Regions from separate parts of the Capsicum annuum genome. Here region 2 is linked to region 1. A link is a contact called in public Hi-C data. All regions are on one chromosome and are shown on one strand. Each heading gives the region's core, a stretch centred on a gene start, on an enhancer-like site or on the middle of the called end of the contact. The rest is flanking DNA. Distances are from core to core; before and after follow the strand shown. Region 1 holds the start of LOC107842013 (adenylate isopentenyltransferase 3, chloroplastic). Region 2 overlaps LOC107842510 (transcription factor LRL2).

The links. Hi-C and Micro-C count contacts between places; a contact is called where the count stands out from the background.
Region 2: a contact with region 1 is called in a Hi-C map of leaf, with 2.1 times the contacts expected there. The contact joins the enhancer-like site here to the promoter of LOC107842013 in region 1. A contact is called at or near these places in 2 of 5 Hi-C or Micro-C datasets (leaf and placenta).

The regions. Positions count from the first base shown.
Region 1 is chr9:153,589,989-153,595,833 of UCD10Xv1.1, forward strand. LOC107842013 (adenylate isopentenyltransferase 3, chloroplastic) reads right to left here and starts at 3,182. Exons shown (of 1, transcript XM_016685823.2): 1 at 1,467-3,182. The coding sequence starts at 2,979. The coding sequence ends at 2,002.
Region 2 is chr9:153,633,449-153,639,293 of UCD10Xv1.1, forward strand. It overlaps LOC107842510 (transcription factor LRL2), which reads right to left. Exons shown (of 8, transcript XM_016686403.2): 5 at 5,587-5,652; 6 at 5,282-5,347; 7 at 3,791-3,850; 8 at 3,227-3,694. The coding sequence ends at 3,512. Among protein-coding and RNA genes, the nearest start is that of LOC124887399, 20 kb to the left of the region's middle. Within about 2 kb of position 2,788, at least 3 of the 5 cell types and tissues checked have an H3K27ac peak or open chromatin away from gene starts, as enhancers often do. A contact at or near this core is called in leaf, where this site is marked.

The DNA.
Region 1 (5,845 bases), core at 1,932-4,431:
TCCTTAGTCTCCTACCTTTAGACTTAGTTTATTTTGACTTGGTTTGGCTATCATCGGGGGGCTTGTCCCGACGTATAATTTCTAAACTTCATTTTATATAGTGATGTTGTGGGTGACTGTGGACTTGCGCATATTGGGCTAATGTGTTGATAATTATGAATGGTTGGTCTTGTTAAGTCTTGACGCATAGTCACATTTTCGCTATCTTATTATTATGGTTGGATTGTATCCGACCCTTGTGGATTGTTGTTGATGGATAGGTTGGGTTACGGGGCGACCTCCGGTACATGTGTGCTTGAGATGCCCATACGACATGGCTCGGTTTCAGATCGTGTCAGTAACCAAATGTCAAGTCTATTCAAGACAATTCAAACAGCCAAAATTTAAGTAATGAAAATGGCTAAGGCAACTATTTATAGTCCTTGCCTTTTCATGAATAGCCTATTACCAACCCAAAAGTGACTATTTTAGCAATAACTCACAAGGGTTCTTCTTGATTATCCCAATGACATCTTGATCACCTACGGCTTTATGTATTTATTATTTCATGACTTCCTCTGGGCTCCAAGCTATTATCCATATGTGGAAGTCCTCCTGATGTGCCCCAAGCTACCCATGCTCGTAGCAGTATCTGATCATAAGCTTATGAATACTTGTTTTGTGATTTATTTACTATTATCTATACTTTCTGTATTTGTGTTTGTATATTGATCTTCTTCTTTGATTGATGTCAAAGGGGGAGAAAGAGACATACATCTTGTCTCAACCATCTCTAGCTCTTTTCTCTATTTTTATTAAACATTGTTATCTCTATAAGTTTGTTGTACATCGAAAAAGAGAGGAGAAAAATTAATATAATTGGTGAGTCATTGTATCAAAAAGAGATAAAAGAAAAGATAGTGTGAGTATGTGCTAAAATGTAATACTCAACTCTTGTAATACTACCTTTATTCACCAAAAGAGCCAGTAGAATTTATTGCAATTCAAGGGGATTGAAGTAAGACCTATTATGAGTTTCAACCAATAAAAATATCTGGTGTCATTTTATATTTCTGCATTTTCATTTTAGAAATTACGTTGCTTCTTCAATAATATTCATACAATTAACTGAGTGTGAAAGTAAAAAAATAGCAATTCACACCCCCTTTTTACACTTTCAAAAGGCACTTCTAATATATTATACACATATTTAGTTTAAGAGCATACGATTCAATTGTTTTCTTCACATTCTTAATTTTGGATTCTCAACCAAACAATGTTGTTTCCTTTTCGTACATGAACTATATATCGCCATGCATGTATGTATTAAAACACACTTCAACTATTAGTAATTCCCTTCTCCTACTTAAACGACGATGATAGTTCAAGTAGGAAAAGGGAATAGCTGATAGTTAAGATATATTCTAATAAATAAATGGTGATAGTTTATATAAATAAATAAATAAATGATAATTAAACTATGAAAGTTGTGAAAAAACAATAGTTATTTATTATCATTCAATGTTCATTTAAAAGGGTTACAGTCTTTTTGTAGTTACAATAGTGATCAGTGAAAAATAAAATAAACTATATGATGCTAAACAGCTAGCTACTGTGGTGGACATATATGAACGTTATCTCCCAAAACTGGTGATCATGCTCGACTAAGTTACAAAAAAAGGTCTTCAGATTAATGCATACACACAACTTGCTTTTTCTTGTTGAGGTGATGGTACAAAACACAGTTAAATTGTTATTTTTTCGTGAATTTCATACATTATCTATTGATTATTCTCTTTATGTGCCTAGACTATCACTATCATTCTATTAAAATATACCTCAATGTTGAGCTGGTCAAATATTTGGGTGTGCAGACCAACTCAACATATATTTTAATACAAGCCGAATGATAGTTTAGGTTGATAAATTGAACAATGTATAGTTGAGATATGAAACTCGCGAAAAAAGTGATAATTCATTTATGTGTATTTTCGACCATTAACTCTTTTTTTTTTTTTTGCTTTAATAGTTAGATGCTGCTGCCATGGCCGACGCTGCAATGGTTGTCCCATCACTTTTATAAACCATAGAATTCCTATAATTTTCGTATAAAAATTTACCCACAATCTTTATGCTTTGTCCCATCACCATATTCTTCCATATTTCCTCTGCTTCTTCTTCGTCTGCTTTCCTCTTTTTTCTGAAAACTTCAGTTGCATCTAATCGATGAATTTTCCATCCCTTAACGTTAATCAATCTTTTTATTTTCACCAACTGTTTGCTTGCTAGTATACAATTATTGATCTTCACTTGATTAATTGCTTCCTTTAGCAGTCTCTCGCGAGTCTGTCTGTCCACGGAATTTGACAGTTGAGCACGAAAGTAACTGTCAAATTCGGGGACACCAATGGCTTTACGAATGCCTTTGGTGTAATCCCTGTTTTTTGGATTGAACAAGTTTCTTACCTCCTCCACCATTCCTTGATCGACCATCTTATCAACTCGTTCGTACAAGAAGGAATTTAGCACGTTCATCGATGCGTCCACCCATAGAAAACAAAAATCGTACCTAGTACTAAAATGATAGGAATTGTCGTAGACAAGCGCCTCGATGAATGAATTGGATCCACCAACGATGATGGGAAGTTTCGCCCGTTTGGTTATAGAGTTAACAGCAAATGAAGCCATGCTGCAGAAGTTTTTGGTGGCGAATTCTTTGTAAGGATCAATTACGCCTAGGAGATGATGTGGTACACCACACCGTTCTTCCTCTGTTATTTTGTTGGTCGCGATATCAAGACCTTTGTACACTTGTATTTTGTCCGAGTTCACTATTTCTCCATTGAATCGAGTGGCTAAGTCTATGGAGAGTCTTGATTTTCCAGCCCCGGTCACTCCCATGACCACTACAACCTTGTCCTTTTGAGGTAAATTTCGTAATTGTAGCAAATTTGGCCATACTTGTTTGCACGTTAGTACAGAGTTAATCATACCAATCATAATAAAATTAATAATAACAGTAATATATAGTAGTAGTAACTATTCCTCAATCTCAAACAAACTGGGATCGACTACGAATTTATGGCTATGGATATGGGAAAATGGGTACGGAGGGAAGTACTTTGTGAATGTAAATGCGGCAAATTGACAATGTGTTGTGTTTGGAGAAAGAAATGGTTCTTCTTTGAGGCTTTGGGTGGTAATGGTTTGTCAGCTTTATATAATGCTCCAAAAGCTAAAAGGAATATAACAAATGATAGAGCAAATGATTGATTGGTTTAAAAAAACAAAGTGTCATATCGTAAGTCCCAATAGTTGAAAGTGGGTTTAAAGTATTTTTCGGAATTTAAAAAACCAAAGCCTTTGGCTTGAAAGCAAATTTTAATTTTTGAAAGTCAGATCAACATATTTTTTCAAAAAAAAAAAAAGGAAAAGGTAAATCAAAATACCTAACTTTTTTTCAAATATTATTTTTTGGAAAAGTAGAACAAAAACAGGATTCAAGCGCCACTCTTGTGTTTGGTTCTTTTTCTATTTTGTATTTCTTTTCTTTCTTTCCTGTTTTGAGTTTCTTCTTTGAAAAAACCTTTTTTTGTACACTGTGGACGGTGATAAAGCAGGTACCTTTATATTATACTGCCAAATACATAAGAATTACGAAATCTATTTTGGCCATGACTCGTGAAAGATCGTATAATAGTTTGATAATACATTAATTTGTCAACTTGGAATAAGCAATCGTGTAGTTAGTGAGAAGTATTGAAGAGAAAACTGTATATGATTCCAAAGGAGTTCAATTGAATTGAGAAAAAGAGAGTTATAGCATGTTTGGGATTGCTTATTTCACCAAATAAGCACTTATTTTGAAGTAAAAGCAATTTTTTAAAAAAAAGGGTGTTTGGTAAACTTTCAAACGTGCTTTCAAAAACAAGTAGAAGCAATTTTTCTGCTTCTGGGAAGAAGCAGAAAATTTCTGTTTCTCAAAAAAAGCAGAAGCAGAAGCAGAAAAATTATTTTTTTATGACAGAATTATCCCTATCACACACAAATATATCCATATATATAGATATATATATATATATATATATATATAGATAGATAGATAGATAGATAGATAGATAGATAGATAGATAGATATTAACATATCTTACAAGTTTTATTAACATTTGATTTTTAAAATTTTACATTTCATATTTAAATCATAATTCTTTATGATTTATATATTTTTATTTTATTTTCACTCATTTTCTTTAAATAAATTTGAAAATATTATTGATGATGATAACTAAACAATATATAAGTTATTTTATTATTATTAATGATAACAATTGACAAATGAATCACGTTACAAGATTGTACTTTGACATCACATATAAATTTTTTCTCAAATATTTAATTTTCAATAAATAATTCATGAAAAGCGACATATTTGTTGAAATATAGTATATATATATATATATATATATGATGACTGTTTATTCGTAGTAAATTTTGATACCGTAAAAATATATTAAAAAAAGATAACAAATAATAGATAGAATTTTATTTTAAATATTTGTCAGTATATGAATTTGGCTACTTAATTTTAGAATTGATTTTAAAAATATTTTTTCTCTATAAATTGATTTTAGTAATAAAAGTCTACTAATAGATGTCCTTTTTGGTCATTTATCTCAAAAAAGCACTTCTTGAAAAAGATTATCCAAACATAATTTGATTATCAAAAGCACTTTTCGAATGAATTTACCGAACACAAATTATTTTTTTTAAAAGCACTTTTTTGAAAAGCCATTTTATAAAAGTGTTTCCCAAATAAGCAGTTTTGCAACTGTAATCCCAAACCGGCCTTATTCTAATTGCTTCAAGTCGATCACATTATAAATTTGAATGAGTGACTTCTTTATACCAACTTCAGTTATTCACGATTTGATAGCATAGCTAATTACCACAATATCAAATAAATATCACATTATGCACGAAACAAGTGGAAGTTGTCATAATTTTTATTTTATTTTTTTATTTCTCCCATGGTATTTAGTATCCGCTTAAAATTTTGATTAATTCGATTTTTTGTTAAAAAGTTCCACTTTGGAGGTACCTAAAACTCTTTACCAAAAATGATTATGTTCCAAGTCTTTGAACCCGGAACTCTATTTAATTAGGACGAAATGGAACTTATCATTCAACCATAATATTTAGTGATGCATAATTATTTACCGACTAATCAAAAAGTGATTATCGATGATAATCTGTATAATATATAAAGTCACAATGAACATCATGTGTAGGGTTCAACCGAGTATTTTAAAGATAATTTATACCATATTAATTTTTCGAATACTTACATAACTAAAACTAGATTTTTTGAAACCATTTCACTCATCTTGATTTCTTTTCAGTATCAACATGGTTCAATTAATTTTCAATAATTCATTTTTAGAATGTCATATAAGAGTCACACTATTAGTAGGATATCTCATACGTTGTGTAAGATATATGCTTTAGATATATTATAAATAAGTTGAGTATAACGTTTACTACAAGAGCTTGTATACATGCAATGGTCAAGTGAGATGTTAATATGCATGACACAGGTTGCAATAACGAGTAGGCTGTGCACTTCCAAAAACCAACATTATTCTAGTTTAGAGTGATTACTGAGTTGCTAATAATAGAAATTATAATTTTAAAAACATAAAACCTGAAAAATAACATGTAGCATCACTACAATATAATATAAAAAACATATAGACTTGATATATTTGACTAAGTATCATAAAGATAGAAAGGGAAAGAATTTTACTACATCCACTCTTTTCAAGATTCTCTTCTTATTGTCAATTTGTTTATTGATTTAGATATCGAA
Region 2 (5,845 bases), core at 1,538-4,037, 43 kb after region 1:
ATAAAAACGTGAAAAAAAAAAAAGGAAGAACACAAGATTTAATCCAGGTCGAATCAAAGTGATCCTACATCCACCAAAGAACAACTGATTTTATATTATTAACAAAGAAATTGGAGATATCCCAATTACACCAAAGAAAATTGCTCTATCAACTCTCTGCTCTTACAATGAATTTGTTGTAATATTTGGAATGATTTAGAAATGAAGAATAGTCATCTTTTTATTGATGAACATACTTTGGTTCCACGCACAAAATAAGAAAAGAAAAAATAAATCTAAAATTTGTCATCCACAAATATTTGTTTGATCTCCAAGTTTAATTTCTAACCAAGTAATTTGACACATGAAATTTACTACCACATGGGTTGGACTCCACGAAAACCAAAATATATATATATGCTCCTCAAACTTACTGCCAAGTGCGAAGTGTTATTTATATATTCACCTTATGTTGGCATAGTATATTCAACGCACTTTTGGACTTTAAAATGTGGGCTCTTGCATATAAACTCACTAAAATCCTTCTCAGGATTCAACGTGGGACAAAGTCCCAAGTTCACGCTCAACAGAAGCTAATTGTTGAGGGGATGACCTCCCATGGACGGAGCAGGTACCAGAAGAGGGTGTTCGTCTAAAACTTATATTGTATGTATAAAGTTGAAATTATATTTTATGTATATAGAATAGATGTTAAATTCATTTGGCTTCTCCATGTATTTGTTTCTTTATATTTTTGAATCTGTGAAAATGCATGCCAAAGTGCCAATTTTTTGATGAAGCACTTTTATACGTACTATCTAAAGATTGTTCAGCGACAAGGGCTGATGGGCAAAAAATGAATGGCGTTTTCTGGTTCCCCGAGTCAGGTGCTCGTGGGGCAATGCCAAGACGAAACAAGGAAATGAGAGGTCGTTTTAGAAAATCGACATGAAAGACTTTCTTTGAACTTTATAATTTCCAGCAAAAATAAATTACTAGGTAATATGTCCTAGTGTTGGTAGACAGAATTACCTGATTCATGTTGCCAGTGGGAGATGACAGGTATCCCGTGAAATTAGTAGAGACAATTTTATTTTTTTAAAAAAAGGAATTTCTTTGAACTTTCTCATTTTCTGTACTCTTCATGTTATTACTTACTTTAAATGTCGAAGCTCAACGTATGTTCACCATGATATGCACTGATCATCTCTTTTTCCTTTTTTTCTTCTTTTGATCATCTCTTTTTCCTTTTTTTCTATTTTCAAAGCAACATTGGCACTCAGCTGTTTTGGCTCCTCATTTGGATTTTGTGTTCACCACGTTTTTGCCTTCTTTTTACAACTTTTTGCTATGTACATCCAAAGATGCTTTAAAATGGCGAATTAGACATGCAGGCAATTCCTTTTTTTGACCAAGATATGGTCCGATTTAGTTGTCCCGTTTTATTTGGTCCTAGAAATGTGCGAGACAACTGCAATACAAAATGATATTGTCTGATTCTTAGATGACTTAGGACCACCCACCCCTCCTTTGAACTGGATCCTCTTTGACTCACTTCTTTAGGTCCAAAAATCCTTGCTTTTGTTTGTCTATATATATAAAAGTGGAGTAAACAAAAGTGGAAAATAAAATGCATTGAACAAAGGTCAACCCCATCTTGATCAAATTCTGATTCGGACATTTATATTTGTATGCTTTTATATATTTTTCTTTTTGTATATACAGTAGAAAGCTGAAGGGGCCAATTTCGACGCCCCCTTCATTCGACACCTAGCAAATGAGATGAGAGCAGCAATGAACTTGATCAGAGTCTAGTTGTAATGATCGGACTCCAAAGTCCTCGTACAGATAAGTGTGAGTCTAATTCTCACTGTCCCGCATCTCTATTTCCTTGTTATATACAGTTAAAGTTGAAGACTACAGGTTAACGGTCATACTTCACCCGTTGTATTTGTTACCCCAAGACTTGAAAGAGTTGTAGAGATTATTTCTGACAATCTAAATATTCCCCTTTGGTCTAAAATTTCAAAAGCATCTTCCAGAGCTCCAATTAGCGATCAACAACGCTGAAGGGTTGCACTTCGGAAGTGAATTCTCTTTTTTTGGAACTGGACAAAAATGTGAGAATCTGCTAAAAGTGGTTCCCATGTTCAAGAATTTAGTGATTTCATATTCGATATTATCACTCGCTAATGATATGATTATAACACAATAATAGCAGATCTTTCGTCCTTTCTTGTCCTTCATTTGGACCTGATAAAACGCAAGATGCTGTTTTGTCTTATTTCAAAGGAAGCATCTTTTTATTATTTGGCCACTTTATTTTCTTTAATCACTCTTCAATTGTCATTGTAAGGTCACAGCATAGTGCAACTTTGATTAGGAGTGACAAAATCTAGAATAAAGTAATTAAGAGGGAAGCGCAACACGATTCCCAAACTCCAAGTTAATTAGGAAGAAACTTCTTTAATATCACAACTCAAGGAGGGGGGAAAGCATATATAGTAGAAATCACAGCAATTTCAAATTTAAGTTTCACTTTTTACACATTATCCCTCTAAGTTATCTAATTTCTGGTTTGCAGAGAGGATCAGAACATCTGTTCCTAGTTCTGCCAAATCATGTATCAGTCAATAAACGCCACAAATTCCAAAAAAAAATGGAATCAAAAGAAAATGTCTGCAAATAAGCGGTTTTCACTTCACTGTGCGACAATATAGGAAAGTGGAGCATCTTATTAGCATCATTCCCTGTCGCTGTTTGTTAATCACCCAGCACACACGTGAGCACACAGTGGGGATAGGAGGGCACTGAGGGGGTGCGAAGCACCCCAACTGTGCCACTTTCCCGTTGGTTAAACAAGTTCGCTTTTGCAGGTTTCAGCAATGATCCTTATCAGCATGCCTATGTCATTCGTTATAGATAACTTCAGTAGACAGTAGTTTGTCTTACATTGTATAAACTAATCTCAATATTTACTAAGCTCTAAAGTCTAGCACAAATCAAGTCGATATCTGGGGTTGTTTCATGTCCACGGGTGCCTGGACCGGAGGTGCTGCCTCCGAGAGAGTAACAAAAAGTTGACAAAGAGTGGGGTATCTCAGTGGAATGACAGCTTAGAGAAGAACAGTAAAGAAGCCTATATAAGGATCTCTTTCTTAGACTCTGAAAATAAAACAGATCCACTGTGACCTAATTCAGAAGGTTAAAATTGCTCACTTTGAATGACATGGTCAAGGAGTACAAATGTGTCAAAGGATAGAGGTTTAATTAATTCAATTGTGCCTTTTTACAAAAATTTAAATATCCCTTACGTTTGTTAATTAAAATAGATAAAGCAGATAATGAGCACCTATTTGATAGTGTAAGATGAAGCTAGAGTTAAGACAGAGAGCAGAACTGTACAAAGATAAATCTTCTTGTGCTTTGCTTAAAAAACGTTGTACTATAGTTTTCTTGCCTAATTACCACTTCAGAATACTTTGCGTTAACTTTGCATGGGAAGTTATATGTTGACCTGCTTTTTCAGTTTCTATTCATGATGATGCAGTCCTTCTGCCAGAGCCATAGGCATCACAAATAGGCCCTTACTCTCCAGCAATTGGGTTGCCATTGAAGGATTCATTTCCAGCAACTTTCCCATTGTGTCTTCAAGGGGTTCAATCTGTTGTTCATCAAGGGTGTAATGGCCACATCCCTGAAAATCAGTCAGAACCTATTACATTCTCCAACAATTAGTTTTTGTATAAATAAAAAGTCCAAAAGTTTGATTAGTAATGTAATTGTTAAATTGGATCATGAATGGTGGTACCTCAAGATTTACAAATGGGATAGAAGCAGGTTCGCCACCCAATCTGCTCCTACTGAGATCCTGCACAACCACAATTAAGTTCCCATAAGTCTCCAGCAGGATTAGTTAATTACAGGATGCTGTTCAGACAAAAAACATTGTTAAACTTGATGCAAAGACAACCAAATAAGGAAATACAAAACTACATTGAATAGAGTTCTTGATGACCTGAAAGATGGTACAAGGTAAAGAGCAATAGAAGTAGCGGTTATTCAACAGTGATGCCCCAAAATTTAATAGCAACATTAACGTGAAGATTAATCACCTAGAGGCACTGAAATAGGTCACCAGTTAAACCATTTATCCAAATAATTGAGCTACTGGGTTCAAGAATTATACCGAAGCAGTAAGCAACCATAAACTCCTGGAAAAAAAAAACTGTCTGAACTTAATACACGAAAATTAATTGAAAATGTAAAATAACACAAGAAACACACTCTATACAGGCTTATACATTTAAGAGTGACAAGTATAGCGTCCAATGTCCCCGACCCCACTTGGTGGGAATATACTGGGTATGTTGTTGTAAGTATAGCATCCAGTGAGATTCATTATGTTATGTTTGCTTAAGAAACAAAGCATTCTAGGAGCCTAATATGTTCAAAACTAAATGAGAAGGATGATGACGGTAGAGTTTTTCTATAGAATGCTTAGGAATGATCTGGCAAAGAATAGGTTATCCACATTTGGCTGGAAGATAAATAGAATATGCACAATAGTTCTCAAAGGAAAGTTATGGGCAAGCACTATGTCTTAGGTTCCATATTTACTGGACAGGCATAGTCTTTTTGGTTTTTTCGAGTAGTAATACAAATTGCTGGCTTTGCTCTAAACCACCTAGATTGATGGTTACCAGATACAAGGGAATCCAACTTATTTTCCGCAAGTTCCTCGTACAAATGATTGAATAAATGAGCTAGATTGGCAATACGTCCAGTTTATCAGGTTAACTGGTTGTTGCCTCCTTGCTAAGATTAAGTTTGTCATGTCAAACAAACAGAAGCAATCTTGAAGACATCATCACACAATAGAGTTCAGCAACAATGATCTTAAGTCATTTTCTTTAGATAAAGAAATTGAGATATACTTAGGCTTCAAATTCTTATAGACAAAATCTTCAAGTACTAATATACAGAAGAGTCACATAAGAATTACATGGTATGGATAGTTGGCTCTTAATTTGCAATTTTGCCTACGGCTCGTTATGGATAGTTGACTCTTAATTTGCAATTTTGCCTACGGCTCATTAAAGTCCTTGTCAGGCAGAAAGGCAATATTGATGTCAAACACGTGACAAAAGTATTGTTGCATTAACAAGGTTAATAGACAAATTAAAAAATGTAGCGCATTCAGATTATTGACCATTGAAAGAACAGAAAAAATTCTATATCCACAGTATATGCAGGTAAGCTTATTTTGTGCCAAGGACATTATATAAGAACGTTTATATACCTTTATCTGGAACTGCAGATATTTGATGTGGTCAATAATTTCATCCATTAGAGATTCTTTTCCACCCTGCAAACCACAGTAAAACTACCGCTTCACCCATTCTTTAGGAAGATGCAGAAATTCTACAATAAAATAGATGATACCAGTAACTAATTCTTTGTATTTTCCAAAGCCCCTCCCCCCTATCCCTCTACCCTCCAACTTTCAGCATTCCTCACGTACATAACTTTTACAACATCTGCATATCCTGTATTTTGAATAGCTAAGCAATATACATAAAGTCAAATGCCAATAGGATGTGTTACCTGTTTAGAGCATGGAAATAATTCTCCCAATGCCTCTATTCTTTCAGCGATCCTCATCCTGCGATGCTGAATCCAAAATCAGCTATAATTAGGCATCGGGTGATAACTGTGAAGTTTACAATAACAACATACCCAGTGTAATCCCCCATGTGAGGTCCGGGACCTTACCCCTACCTTTGAAAAGTAGAGAGGTAGTTTCCCATAGGCCCTCGGCTAAAAAAGAGAAATTATTCGGAGAAAGGTAGCAAGAAAAAACATG